Linked DNA regions of Bombyx mori: region 1 is linked to region 2. Evidence: chromatin contacts called from public Hi-C data. All regions are on one chromosome and are shown on one strand. Each heading gives the region's core, a stretch centred on a gene start, on an enhancer-like site or on the middle of the called end of the contact. The rest is flanking DNA. Distances are from core to core; before and after follow the strand shown. Region 1 overlaps LOC101737241 (CCR4-NOT transcription complex subunit 3). Region 2 overlaps CDK12 (cyclin dependent kinase 12).

What was found. Hi-C and Micro-C count contacts between places; a contact is called where the count stands out from the background.
Region 1: a contact with region 2 is called in a Hi-C map of middle silk gland, with 3 times the contacts expected there. The contact joins two enhancer-like sites. A contact is called at or near these places in 3 of 7 Hi-C or Micro-C datasets (middle silk gland, posterior silk gland and whole pupa).

What each region holds. Positions count from the first base shown.
Region 1 is chr8:14,400,741-14,407,594 of ASM3026992v2, reverse strand. LOC101737241 (CCR4-NOT transcription complex subunit 3) reads left to right here. Exons shown (of 16, transcript XR_005244946.2): 10 at 729-844; 11 at 1,531-1,675; 12 at 2,826-2,912; 13 at 3,943-4,068; 14 at 4,547-4,756; 15 at 5,498-6,854. Among protein-coding and RNA genes, the nearest start is that of LOC101737241, 16 kb to the left of the region's middle. Within about 2 kb of position 1,629, at least 3 of the 8 cell types and tissues checked have open chromatin away from gene starts, as enhancers often do.
Region 2 is chr8:14,248,022-14,255,252 of ASM3026992v2, reverse strand. CDK12 (cyclin dependent kinase 12) reads right to left here. Exons shown (of 18, transcript NM_001258363.1): 12 at 6,663-6,781; 13 at 6,457-6,576; 14 at 5,523-5,750; 15 at 5,095-5,291; 16 at 4,191-4,395; 17 at 3,457-3,725; 18 at 727-2,745. The coding sequence ends at 2,544. It overlaps LOC101736752 (unconventional myosin IC), which reads left to right. Exons shown (of 21, transcript XM_062669875.1): 21 at 1-375. Among protein-coding and RNA genes, the nearest start is that of CDK12, 14 kb to the right of the region's middle. Within about 2 kb of position 4,297, at least 4 of the 8 cell types and tissues checked have open chromatin away from gene starts, as enhancers often do.

The sequences.
Region 1 (6,854 bases), core at 380-2,879, 160 kb before region 2:
GCTCCTGTCCGCGATCATTGGAAACTTGAATAATGTTGTCAAGAAAACTCGCACCTACCGCATGTAACATGAACTGTATCCCAACAACAATATTCATATACTGAAAATAATCGAAAACAATATACAAAAAAAAAAGAAAAAAGAAACAGACTAGATTAGAGTAGGTAGACATAGACGTGGCGCCCCAGTTCAATCACCTTCAGTTACGGTCATTGACCCTACGGCTCTCAACTGTTTTTATGATGTGATTTTTTTCAAGAATATTTATATAAATTGCTCTGATCATAATAATGGAATTTTGTCCCCGTCCACGGTATTTGTGTGACATCATAACAGAATTAATCTTCATCGAATTATTTGACAACGAGCTGCTATTGGTGTATAGCGAACATAAACTAGCACGGTAAACTTTGCAACTGGTCCGGAGCTGAAAACGGGACTGAAGATATTGAGATGTTGCAAGTGACTGAAAAAAATTCCGAGTTGATTATTGTTGCAACTGATGCGAAGGCTCCGAGCTTACAACGTATTGCGGCTGGACTTTAGAACATACAATAATAGAAGAAACGTGACTCCAATGATTACGTGACTCGTGCCACCCAATCTCGGTACATTGCTAATATATCTATCCAGAGTCAAGACCAAAGTCCAATATTTAAATCATATTACAGCTGCACCGGTGTGTTAAGACGCTCAGTTTATTGTATAGTTGTTGTGTTGTGTTACAGACGTCGCGGAGTACATCGTCGAGTGGCGGCGCCAGCGCGAGCGTGACGACGTCCCCCCTCACCGTCAACGGCCCCCCTCCCTCCGCGCATCACACGCCGCACCACGCGCTCAACAAGTACAACATTTTTCATGGCCTTTTATAATACTGTGCAGTGTAGTGGTCTTCACTGGTGGTAGGACCTCTTGTGAGTCCGCACGGGTAGGTACCGTACCACCATCCCGCCTATTTCGGCCGTGAAACAGTAATGCGTTTCGGTTTGAAGGGTGGGGCAGCCGTTGTAATTATACTGAGACCTTAGAACTTATCTCAAGGTGGGTGGCGCATTTATGATGTAGATGTCTATGGGCTCCAGTAACCACTTAACACCAGGAGGGCTGTGAGCTCTTCCACCCTCTTAAGCAATAAAATAATAATAAAAACTAGTTAAACAACCCTATCGGTATTATAGAAGTCATTGGAACCCATACATGTGAATGCTTTTATACCCGCCTTGAAACGTGAAATCTCATTCTATTTTATTCTATAAAATAGATAATATAAAGTGGAACTCTTGAAAGTTTTATTATGTTAAAGTATTAGAATTTGTCAACATCAGCCCAACAGTTTTTGTCGGTTGTTATTCCGATATAATTTCAAAAAGATTTCAGGTTGCGATGACAATACTGCAATTTTTCACAACCAATATAAAGAGATGTCAGTATAAGTACATTTATAAAATCATACCTTTGAAATTAAATACAGGTGGAAATCCAGAACACAGTGAAAACAAAGTGTCTGACTATGATGTGTGTGTATTCCAGTGGACGAGTGAGCGAGACGTCGAGCATGTCGGCGGTGAGCGCGTCGAGTGCCACGAGCGCGAGCAGTGCGGCGCACAACACCGCCTCGCTCAAGAGCATGGCGCAGGAGGCCGTGCACCGCGCCGGTCTGGACCTGCACCACCAGGTGCGCACGCACCCTGCCCATTATATAGCAATTGGTTGTAAAGATGAGGCGTATTTCCGCTACCGGGTTTTCACATATATTTTTTTATTGCCTTTGTAGGCAGACGAGCATACGGCCCACCTGATGGTAAGTGGTCACCGTCGCTCATAGACGTCAGCAATGCCAGGGGCAGAGCCAAGCCGCTGCCTACCATTCACTTCGAAATAGACGCCTTAAAACGAGCACCGGTCACCTTTCCCGTCGAACCCTTCGCTTGCGACGAAGAGCCCGACGAGTAAATTAACCCCCAGACACAGCCCACTGAGTTTCTTGCCGGATTTTCTCAGCGGGTCGCGTTTCTGATCCGGTGGTAAATTCTGCGAAGCACGGCTCTTACTAGGGTTTGTGTTAGCAACGTTGTGAGGTTTGAGCCCCGTGAGCTCACCTACCAGTTAAGGTTACGCTGAAATAGCCTCTCAAGGCTCTCAGCTTAGGTAGGAAAAAAAGAAGAAAAAAAACATCCAAGCAAAAAATACTTGCAAGCATGAAAGTACAATATTTGCTGAAGTCGGATGCTCAAAAAACTTGAACACCCACATGAAAATACTGCATAGGAAAATGATTCATACCCTATAAGGAATAAAAAACAATCGAATTTGTGAATAAAAAATACTTTGAACTTCAAAGGTTTTTTTATTTATACGATTTTGCTCCTTATTCATCATGGAATACGGTTGAATTCCTATGCAAGTATTTTCAAATGTGAACACCGCGGCATCTCAAGGAGTAGGTACGCATACGGGGCTTGACACGCAGGGAGTGGGTTACCCAACCCGAGTATTTACGATGAAAGCCGAACGCATGAACCGAAAATTCAATGCACATGCCACCGATCGTGTCGGAAACTTGTCAATCAATAAGCAAACATAACCGAAACAAAATTAGGAGCAGAATTGCGTAAACATGCATTCATAAAAAATCTTTGATACTAACAGATACTTTCAAGTATTTTTAAAACCTGGTTTTTGACTCTGATATTTTTCCGTACTCGTACCTAGAAGCCCTGGTATTTAATTTTGCAAGTATCGCTCGCTCATCGCTTATTGGTTGCCCCACTCTTACAGTAACAAAGCTATTTGCATTAGTAATGTTTTAATGTTGTCTTCTGCAGAACACGAGACGGAGTACGGCAATAGCGCAAGCGCACATTCCGCCACTATTAGGAGTCGCGCCCTTAGGACCGCAGCCACTTGACTCGGTGAGTACAACACGATCCAAACATTATTTAAGGCTTTTAGAAAATTTGTGTACTCATGGCTGTGCGATGCAAATATTCGAAAAAGGAGAATTAAGTATATACTTATTCTTTCATAGTAGACAGACAAGCATACGATTCACTTGACAATGTCAATCATCTCTGACAATGGTGACTAGGTAGACACAATGAGACCTTTGCCTGCTGTTAAGGACCCCTCAATTCTTGTTATCACACATCATCTCTTACCAAACGTAACTCTGATTTAAAATTTTCTAAATGTATAGAATGTAACAAATAACAAAGCAAATGAATGTTTGTTATTGATCTATGGACGCTCGTGCGTCGTTTCGTTTATAGTATTGAAACATGGGACATGTGTAGTTTTCGTTGCTACGAAAGTTTGTCGTAACATCATAAACATAAAGCAGACAGCGAGAAACAAAGTGTACATATTTATATATTATAAAATGGTGCGCGTGCAACTTGGTGCACGTGAAAGAAGTGAATCTTCTTTTGCGGTGTGTAGTATTCTGGTTTTCTTCATTTTTCATCCTTAAATAAAATTTATATTGTGATGGGGAATGCTGTGTATAAGACAAACAACGTCTTCACCATTTATATAAATTTTCAATTATGTATAGAAATATAAATATTTTTTTTTAATCCTTCATTAAAAGTAAAATATAAGGTAGTTAATATGTTACTGCAATCTAGAGGAGCAATGAGAAACCAATAACTAGCCATCAAGTGGCCGACGCCCGTAAACAGAGTGTGTGTAAAATAAACAATCTATCTCGTATTCGCTCTCAAAGAGCGAGTGGTTCGCGAGACGCTTTGTCTATTTTCTCACTCTCACTCGTCCTAAATTTTATCTTTTCTCTCTAGCCGTAACGAATCTGTCGCGATTGAAATTTTACTCTCAACTCGCCTAAAAAAGTTTCACTTCAAAACCTTGTGTACCCATTTCAAGTTTAATGTAACAACAGTAGGAAAATAAAATGTTATATTCATTGGTGTAAATATTTTCCAGGGCCATCAAGTACAGTTCCAGATGATGGAGTCAGCGTTCTATCACATGCCCCACCCTTCAGACTCGGAACGTACAAGGGTCTACTTGCCTAGGAACATTTGTCGGACTCCTGAATATTACAATCAGGTAAACTAATGCTTACTTAGAGTAAAATACACATCTTAGAGATCCTAGTTTCGATTCTGTATATGACTGACTTTAGTTGATAATAAAGAGCCGAGGTTACCAAGATTAAGGATAGATGATATATGCAAAAAGATTGCTGGTGGTAGGACCTCTTGTGAGTACGCACGGGTAGGTACCACCACCCCTCCTATTTTCTGTCGTGAAGCAGTAATGCGTTTAGCTTTGAAGGGTGGGGCAGCTGTTGTAACTACATATATTGAGACCTTAGACCTTGCCATGTTTGGTAATGTTGTTAATAGCTTTGATGACTACACTGTTCTATACATATTGAAACAAATTGAAGATCAATATATATTTAGTAAGTCCTACTTTGGAGCCATTTGATGCATGTTTATTTATTAATTTCCATAATAGTTTCTGATACATTTGATCCAATGCTTATTTAATTTCAACAACAATGATAGTTTAATATTTCCAGGTGTTATTACCCCATTCGGACACGGTAGAGTTCTTCCAGCGGTTGTCGACGGAGACGTTGTTCTTCGTGTTCTACTACATGGAGGGAACGAAAGCGCAGTACCTCGCAGCGAAAGCGCTCAAAAAACAAAGCTGGCGCTTCCATACTAAATACATGATGTGGTTCCAGAGGCACGAGGAACCAAAAGTCATCAACGAGGAATATGAACAGGTTCAGTTTAATCATCATGTATTAGCAGCAAAATTAGTTATAAATATTTTAACTGTGCTGGGATTGATCGGTCGATCTGTTGTGCACATTCTTTTCTAATCTGCCTGTGAAACACAAATTGTAATATGTTTTAAGCATTTTCTTCTAAATTCGATTTTTACAAATCACTGGTTATTTTGTAATTACAATTTACCCACTACACAAGTATTTATGTTAAGTTTAAGTTTGCTAACTAACTTGTGTACTTGCTACCGTATACCAAGTAATATGGAGCTTACCAAACTTTAAGGTTCATGTTCTGGCATTACACAAGTACACGGATTTTTGTCAATGCTTAAACATTCAAACATTAGGTTATAGGCGTTAGAAAAAAAAATCAGATGTTATGTCTGGAATCCCCAGCTGCTATATCTTGAAAAGTGGATAGCTCGTAGGACTTTTGTTTGTAAAAGATACTTCTTCAGCTTTACAGAAAAGTAACTGTTCCTTTAGTAGGTACCACCGCCCTGCCTATTTCTGCCGTGAAGCAGTAATGCGTTTCGGTTTGAAGAGTGGGGCAGCCGTTGTAAATATACTAAGACTTTAGAACTCATATCTCAAGGAGGGTGGCGGCATTTACGTTGTAGATGTCTATGGGCTCCGATAACCACTTAACACCAGGCGGGCTGTGAGCTCTTCCACTCATCTAAGCAATAAAAAAAGCACTAAAAATATTTTATCCATTTATTTGTAATGTTTTAGGGCACATACATCTATTTCGACTACGAGAAGTGGGGCCAGCGCAAAAAGGAGGGCTTCACGTTCGAGTACAAGTACTTAGAGGACCGAGACTTGAATTGAACCTGCGTCACCGAACCGCCGTCCGCACTCGCGTCTACTACACACCACCTGCGCGCAGACCACTCGATAACTATACACGACATTCCTATATTTAGGAAATTTTTAGTTGTAATTACCAAAAAATACTTATGATAAAACAACTCGCACCGTTTTTTCTGTATGTGCATACGGGAAGCCAGCCGTGTCATTCGAAATTGAGCACGCACCGGAATGCTCACAGGTTGGAACTCGTGTGTACGTGACGTGTTCACGAGCGCTCACGTTTGTCAGACCGCGGTTCCGCCGTTTGTCAACGTAAGCTAATAATAAAAAACATGTACCTGAAATAAATTTCATGGACTGGTATTTATATAGAGACAATGTTATGACGATGGTTTTACGGGAAAGATGTTTTAATGAACGTCGCATCGAGACGATGGAAACGGATCGCGATGTCAACGCGAGGGAACCTGAAGTTACTACTACATTATGATCCACGATAATAGCGTCGACCGGGACTAGTGATGCTATCGATAGTTTTATATCGATGTAATACTTAAACGGCTCGATTCTATTATCGATTTAAATGTTCGGACACGAGATTTTTTTTGTTAATCATGAAGAAATCTTTTGTATAAACAGCTTTCTGGCAGTCAGTGATGTAGTGTTGTTGTTGTTTTTTTTTTTTAAATAATTGAACAAAAAAGCGAAAGATATCATGTGATGCAGTATATTTAGTCAGCCGTGCGCGGTCGTTAAGAACTAATGTGATATTGTTATAAGCTCGGAACATTCTTGGACTACTGTTAGATAAATTGTGAATGTGTGAAAGGCGTTGCGTGCGTAGCTATAAGAGGTTCGATGTTGACAATTTAATAGTTTAGAATGTTGTAATTGCCTAGTCTGAATTCCGATATACGAACTTATCCAATAGTTTCTTTCGAATCAATTTATAGAATTGTACAGTTTGCAAAAGCGTTGATGAATATAATAGACTTTTTTCCTAATATACAATGAGGTCTTTGAGTGACAAATACCTTCGCACTGTCTGTCACTCAAAGAACTATAAATAATCGATAATCGCGGATGATTAACGAATATCGATTTCTCACATACACTATCGATACTTAAGTTGTTGACACGATGTTTTCATTAGTTTTATAATACAAATTAATAATTGAACACAACCACCACAATACTATAGATCTGTATTTTTAGTATTCCATGTGTGATCTCGTGTTTAGTGAATTACACGCTCCGAGTTTGTTCCGAGACGTTT
Region 2 (7,231 bases), core at 3,048-5,547:
TAAATCGTGTTTGTGTTATAAATTCGGACTACAGACATACAACTAAACGTGATTTTTTTTGTGAAGTATATTTGTGGTACAAAAACTGTTTTACTCAATATGTCTTGTACGTTGCTGTGTACAAATTTTTCCTTAAGTTTCCAGAAAATTCAGACGGTAGTTTAAATTTTGTTATTAAGATTATTTTTTTACATTCAATGCTGCAAATATCGACCAAAATACCATTACTACCATCTCAATGCGTACACATATTACCAGCCATGTAACTCCAGAGGCCATATGAAATAAACGAAAGATAGGCGCGTACGTGCCTTATTGTATTGTAAGCCAGTTCCTTTGTAGTCATTTTTATAATTAAATTTATTTTTGAAATAATTTTTTGTTTTATTACTTTATCTAGTTACTGAGTTTAAGAAGAGAGAAGTCGATAGCTACATTTCATTACAGGACAGAATTGTGGTAGGCACAGGATCATGGTGGTTCCACCTGCATGATTTAACTTACCTTGTCTAAGAAAATGAAAGCAACTGGGACATTATCAATAAACGATTTATTTACCATACTGATATAGAGTAAAAAACTTACAGCACTAACATCAGGTCTCCTATTATTTACAAGTTAATAACCATTTAACTATTATATTTGACTTTGCATACTGTACAAGAAATTTACATTAGACAACAAATGTTCAGCAAATGAAAAATAAACATTGTTCTTATTCAGAGAAATTAAACTAGATTACATACATACGTTATTCTTTATTATAATATTTACAATTAACTACAAAATATTTATGCACATGAGTTTTACAGTTCATTTCGCTCGAGGAGCGCGGGCGCCGCCACTAGAACTTTTGACAGAAGCTGTAAGTAGAACTTCAGCATAATTTTGGCACAGAGTTAAATTAACCTTTACCGCTTGTCGAACACAACCTGTTGTATTCACGACCTAACAAAATTCGATTAACAAACTAAAATTACAACACAGTACATAATCTTCCCCATAAGAATAGAATTTCTATTATGAAAAACCTAACATTTCTCTTAACTGGCTAACGCCAAAATGTCTTTTACCCTGACAATCTTACGAACGACACACATACATTATCTATGTTAAATATACAAATAAAACTAATGGACATCAAGTACCTACATTTCATTAACTATAACTAATAGGATACAAAGATATCATCTAGTGATCGCACGAAAAAAACGATGCTTGAATAGTTTTCACTGAGAATTTAAAATGCAAGGCTGAGATTAAAATAATACTAATTGAGCTAAGAAACATACAGAACTAAATCAAGTGCAAATAAATCTCTTTGGCCTTCTTGTACGGAAACGGAATGTCATTACCGTAGACAAAAAATATTGCACTTTACACATTAAAAACATTAAAGTTATTTAGAAATAAGCCAAATTTTAATATTTCGAGATTGTTAAATTATGCTATTGTATATTTTTATAAATTCACAAAATCCGAACCCAAATGATTCTCATTCATATAGTTTAATAGTATTTTTAAGAAATATTGTTTTTTCAAGTTTTTAATGTTTTCCCTTTGTCCCTTACATTTCAAAATGATCTTTACTTCATTCAATCACACACATAATCATTAAAAAATATGCCCGGATCGAATTCCTTCTCTTTGTTAAAAATTACAGACTAAAATTTGAGACTGACCTAGGCTGAGATGTAGAGAATTTTTATTTCATGATCAGTTAAATAAAAAGTAGTCAACGTGTTCTTATTAGTGTTGTGTCAAAAGTTCTCAGAAACGGCTCCCGAGATAAAATGCATAATGCAATACTTTGGTTTTTATTATATTAAATTAAAAAAATTATATTAATTTGGTACGCTTTCATAAATTATTAAAAACATACACGCGTACACATTTGAGGCCAATTGATTAATTATCTAAATATTCATCACTAAAATTATTTAGAACAATAGGGTTAGGAAACAGACGCTTTCTTTACTAACATTAAAAAGGCACGCAGTTCACTCCGGCTGATAACATCGTGGTATTTACATTTAGAACGACGAACACGCCGCTAATAATCGCTTAAGAAAACATAATGGTAATATTGCTCAATTTAAATCTTCCTCGAGCATAGAATGGCCCCTAACATTTTATCATCAAATAACAACACAATTGTGATGAATATTATATATGAAGTCACATTAACAAACGCAATCTTGGAATGCATGGATTCATAACATTTTAAACTCAAATAAATATTCAGGTAATATCCATAAACACAGACAGTCATTGAAAGTGATTAACATTATTTAAAACACTAGAAAGGAAAGTCGGAGATCTCGTGTTAAGACTACGGATGCGCGTCAATTAACCCTATTATTCCTTGTATGCCACTCGAGTGCGCGGCCACAGCCATTGCTCCTCACCTCTCGTCCGAAGCTCAACTACCGAACAGTCGTTAAACACGTCCGCATTTCACTTAAAGCACCAAACTTCACTTCACTAGCAATGTCGCAGGAGAATCCGTGAACGAAATAACTTCCGATCACTGTGTCCGAGTACTATTTCACTTGTCCAACAACATCGGGCGGAGGCTCAGACGGTTTGAATCCGTCTGTTTTGAAATCAGTCTGATCATTGGACTTGCTGTCTTCCGAGAAGTAAGGCTTCTTTCCTTGTTGTTCTTCCCTCTGTTGCCTGCGCCGCTGTTTCGACCACAGCTCGTGACAGTCCTGCCACGTGGGTAGCTCCGGCGGAGGCATTCTGTGAATTATTTATGATTTTAATAACTGGGTATTCCTATATGGTATCCCTAACTAATAACGCTACACTGGATTACTAATTTTATGTGTAATAAATAAATTACAAGAAAAATTCAATTATAAAATTATATTCCTATCCAAGTGTAAGGGAAAAAAAGCATTTAGTCTGTTTTGTAATGCTTACACTAGGATCTATACTTAATATTATAAAGCTAAAGAGTTTGTTTGTTTGAACGCACTAATCTCAGGAACTCAGATAGCCCATTTATTGAGGAAGGCTATAGGCTATATAACATCATGAGACCCATACAAGTGGAGCACCAATAAAGAATGTTTCACAATATTTTCACTTTCTACGTAAATGAAGTAAAGGGTAAAATTTAGCGTTATGCCAAAGTAACTATTCCACGCGGACAGAGTTGCGGGCAAAAGCTAATTATAAAATTAAATAAACCTTAAATTCGTCATTCATAGTATTTGCAATACACTAAATAACCATGATTCTCATTTTTTTTTTTGGGCAAATGTGACTAGAAAAACTGGTGAAATGTGTCTTTATACATGTTCTAAATATATATTTCTACATTGGTACTCTAAAGTCAACGGTAGTGTTTAGTGAAGTTATTTGTAGATACAGCATCATTACGAGCCTGCTGAGCTCAACGATACACAGTACTCACTAAAAAGGATTAAGTAAAAAACACAAACTCACTGATCTGGCACAATATTCTTAAGCCAAGGACTCTTCAACGACTCTTCTGCGGTGATCCTTTTTTCCGGATCCAATTCCAGCATCCTGTCGAGCAGGTTGAGTGCTGGAGTGGGCATGAAAGCGAATTGTTCCCGAACACATCGCTTGTGGAACCGTTTGGGTCTAAGAGTGTGCCACAGTGGGAGATTCACTACATTAGGCCACACTCCCGGTACAGGAGTACCGCACGTCCGGGATATCATTTCCAACTGCATCATCTCTACACTCGCCTGTTAAAAACAAAATCAATTATTAGGTAATATAAATCGTAGTGATTGGAGTGAACAATTACTGCAGATTGAAGTTTTTTTTTATATACATATAAAGTCAAAAATCGAAAATCTTTATATACATTTTTAAACCTTCCCTGGACTTCCACGAATAATTCAAGACCAAAATCAGCCAAATATACATTATACATAGCGTGGTATGGACATGTGATGCGTAGAGAGAAGATGCAAGTGACTAGGAGATGTATGGAAATGATAGTGCAAGGTAGAGGGGGAAGAAGTCGACCAAGGAAGACATGGATGGAGTGTGTGAATGACGATATGAGAGAGAGAGGAGTGAGTGTTGAGATAGTGTGACGGCTGATAGAAGAGAATGGAAGAGAAAAATTAGCTGTGCCGAGGTGGGGTCACCTAGTGGGATAAGTTGGAGAAAAAGCAGAAGATATTATTACATATTTTATTTACCTGGAAGAGCGGATGTTTGAGGAACAGTTCTCCAAGGATACAGCCCATAGACCAGACGTCTACTGCAGGTCCATACCGCTCCTCCCCGAGCAGCAGTTCAGGTGGTCGGTACCACAAAGTTATCACCTTGTTAGTGTAGGGTCTCTCTCTGTCCTCCGCCTGCCACAGTCGAGCCAAACCAAAGTCGCCCAGCTTCACTTCGCCTCTGATGTACAAACGGAAGTGCCATATTTAATTCAAGCGTTCAGTGTGCTTAGTGCGAGTTTCTTAACGTTCTCGATAGCGTAAAAGTTAGCCCAATATTGTATGCAGTTGGAACAGCGCCCCTAGCGGCAAACGTAGGCAAACGATCCCAATCCATACAAATATGAGCTAACTTTTACGCTATCGAGTACGTTAAAAAACTCGCACTAAGCACACAGATACCGTTTTAGATCTTTTTAGAGTTAAATCAAATGAAGACAACTTTACACACAACAATTAAATAATTTAGTATCATTAGCCCCACTCCAAGATTGATTATGATGATCAGAGTCACTTACATCATACATTAAAGTGTCATGAATAAAACAAAACAATCATATCAAAAAGCTAAAGTTAATGAAAATCCTTTTTTGTTAACTAAAAATGGATGAAAATATATCTCCATCACTGAAGGTGCTATCTGTCATGGTAGCTTTATCATCAATACCTCCAACAACAATGTTATTGTTATGATAATTATCAGCAATAACAAATCCTGTTAATTAATCAATCATAATTTTGACCGTGCAACAAGTTAAGCTTTCTGCTAAATCATTGTGTTTTCATTGAAGTCAATTAAATTAATTGTACCTATTTCAATAAATTACAGCAATAAATTATTTTTGTATATTAACAAGGGAACACCAAACAATTCAATTACCTGTTATTCATGAGTATATTACTGCATTTAATATCTCTATGTAAGAAATTCTTCCGATGACAGTACGCTAATCCATCCAGCAATTGCCTCATTATAGATGCATTGTGAGACTCTGTGAAATCCACCATTTTTGACTCCAAAAGACCCATAAGATCGTGGTCCATGTATTCAAAGACCAAATAGAATGAGCCTTTATCCTGAAATAATTTTTAGATAAAAATAAATCTTATATTTACTGTTCACCCTTTTCACATTTACCTAGTGAATATCAAAAAATTTACGGTTTCAAATCTATAGTCAATTGTTTTAATAATTTACAAAACTTTACATTCTAATAAATGAACTAGGCATTTAATTCATGTAGTTTCTAAAATTGCCAGTCACATTTGCCACTGACAATGGCTGTAGAGTTCTCTGCGACCACATACCTTTCTGAAGTCCATAGCATCCTGTTTGTCAGTCACAATTTCTCGTAAATTGACAATGTTCTTGTGATTCAATTGCCTTAAAATCTTGATTTCTCTCACAGCCGTGATCGGGAAGCCCTCCTTTTCGTTTTCGAGGCGAACTTTCTTCAAAGCTACCAACTGACCTGTGTTCTTATCTTTGGCTTTGTAAACTTGTCCATATGTTCCTTCCCCAATTTGTGTCAGCACCTGGAAGAAGCACGACAATTTACTGTAATTAAACGATTTCAATCGTGAACTCTACTACTATGGTTGATTTATTCTGTTTTTATATAAATTCCAGTCATTTAGAATACACTCCGACCCGACCTCGCTTCGCTTCGGAAACATTAAATTTTATTATTGATAGCCGAGTCCCCCGATGTTACCCGCGGTTATTGTCGTATCGCGGGTGACATTGCGGGGCGAAGCACATTGAAACCTCAAAAAAAACAGGTTGTCTCCACTATGTAATGGATGTTATTATACATATAAAACTTCCTCTTCAATAACTCTATCTCTCTATTAAAAAAACCGCATCAAAATCCGTTGCGTATTTGTGAAGATTTAAGCATACATAGGGATATAGGGACAGAGAAAGCGACTTTGTTTTATACTATGTAGTGATTGCTGCGTGCACGGTCGACATTTATAAAATGATGCAATGAAAAATAAACAAAGCTGTGAAATACTGTGACATTCATTATTTAAAAAAAAAGCAATAACCAATAGATTTAGAGACTTAAATGTTTAAAAATATCTGTGATTTGAGCATGTAGGGTCGAATATAGTAAGTTTTTATTCCAGATTTATTCTAGAGTATTGTGTTAACAGTTTAATACAATATATTATGAAGATTAAACAGACATAGTTTACGATGATATTGTTCTAAAAATATTAAAATATATAATGTTACCTGGAAGCCATCAACGCATTTTTCCCCCCAGTCTTTGGCGTGGTGCGTGGGCGTCGCCACAGGAACAATCTTGGAACCTCTTCGCTTTAATATTTTTGGCCTCTTGAGTTTCGAACTCGACTGTGAAGCAATGTGAATTACATTATGCCCGGTATTGCTCGAAAGAAAAATACCCCTAAAGTCGAAGGTACAAGAACATTACTCACATCTTTATTGCTTTTCTTTGAACTAAAGACATGCGAGTATTGTTCGTGTCGCGAGGCAGGCGGCGGTGTGGACCCGTCCAGCTCGTCTCCACTCAGCTCGTCTGTAGCACTAGTTATCACTGCAAAAATACGCAACATATTTGATTATATTTTATCGCGTCATAAAGAGAACACACTGTAGCTAGCTAACATAACTACACTTACAGAGCACTTGCTTTGTGACAAAGTCTTAGTTATGTTATCACCTCATAAACCTTACCAACAACTTAATAAAGATAATTAAATGTAACATTTAGTTATCATTTCTCTTCATTGTGTTCTTTGATATTTTATTTATTTATTTACTTATTTAATTAATTGAACTAACAAAGTGATCACCAATACAGAACATCGCCGAATTCACAAGAATGTATGTGACTCGCGTCACCTCAATTTATAAGTACAAATGACAACGTAACAGATGACCACATCTTAAAATTAAACAATAAGTATAATAATACTATGATATATTATACAACAAACTCCAGAATAAAACATCCCTTAGTTTAGTAGCCCCATAGTTTAGCAAA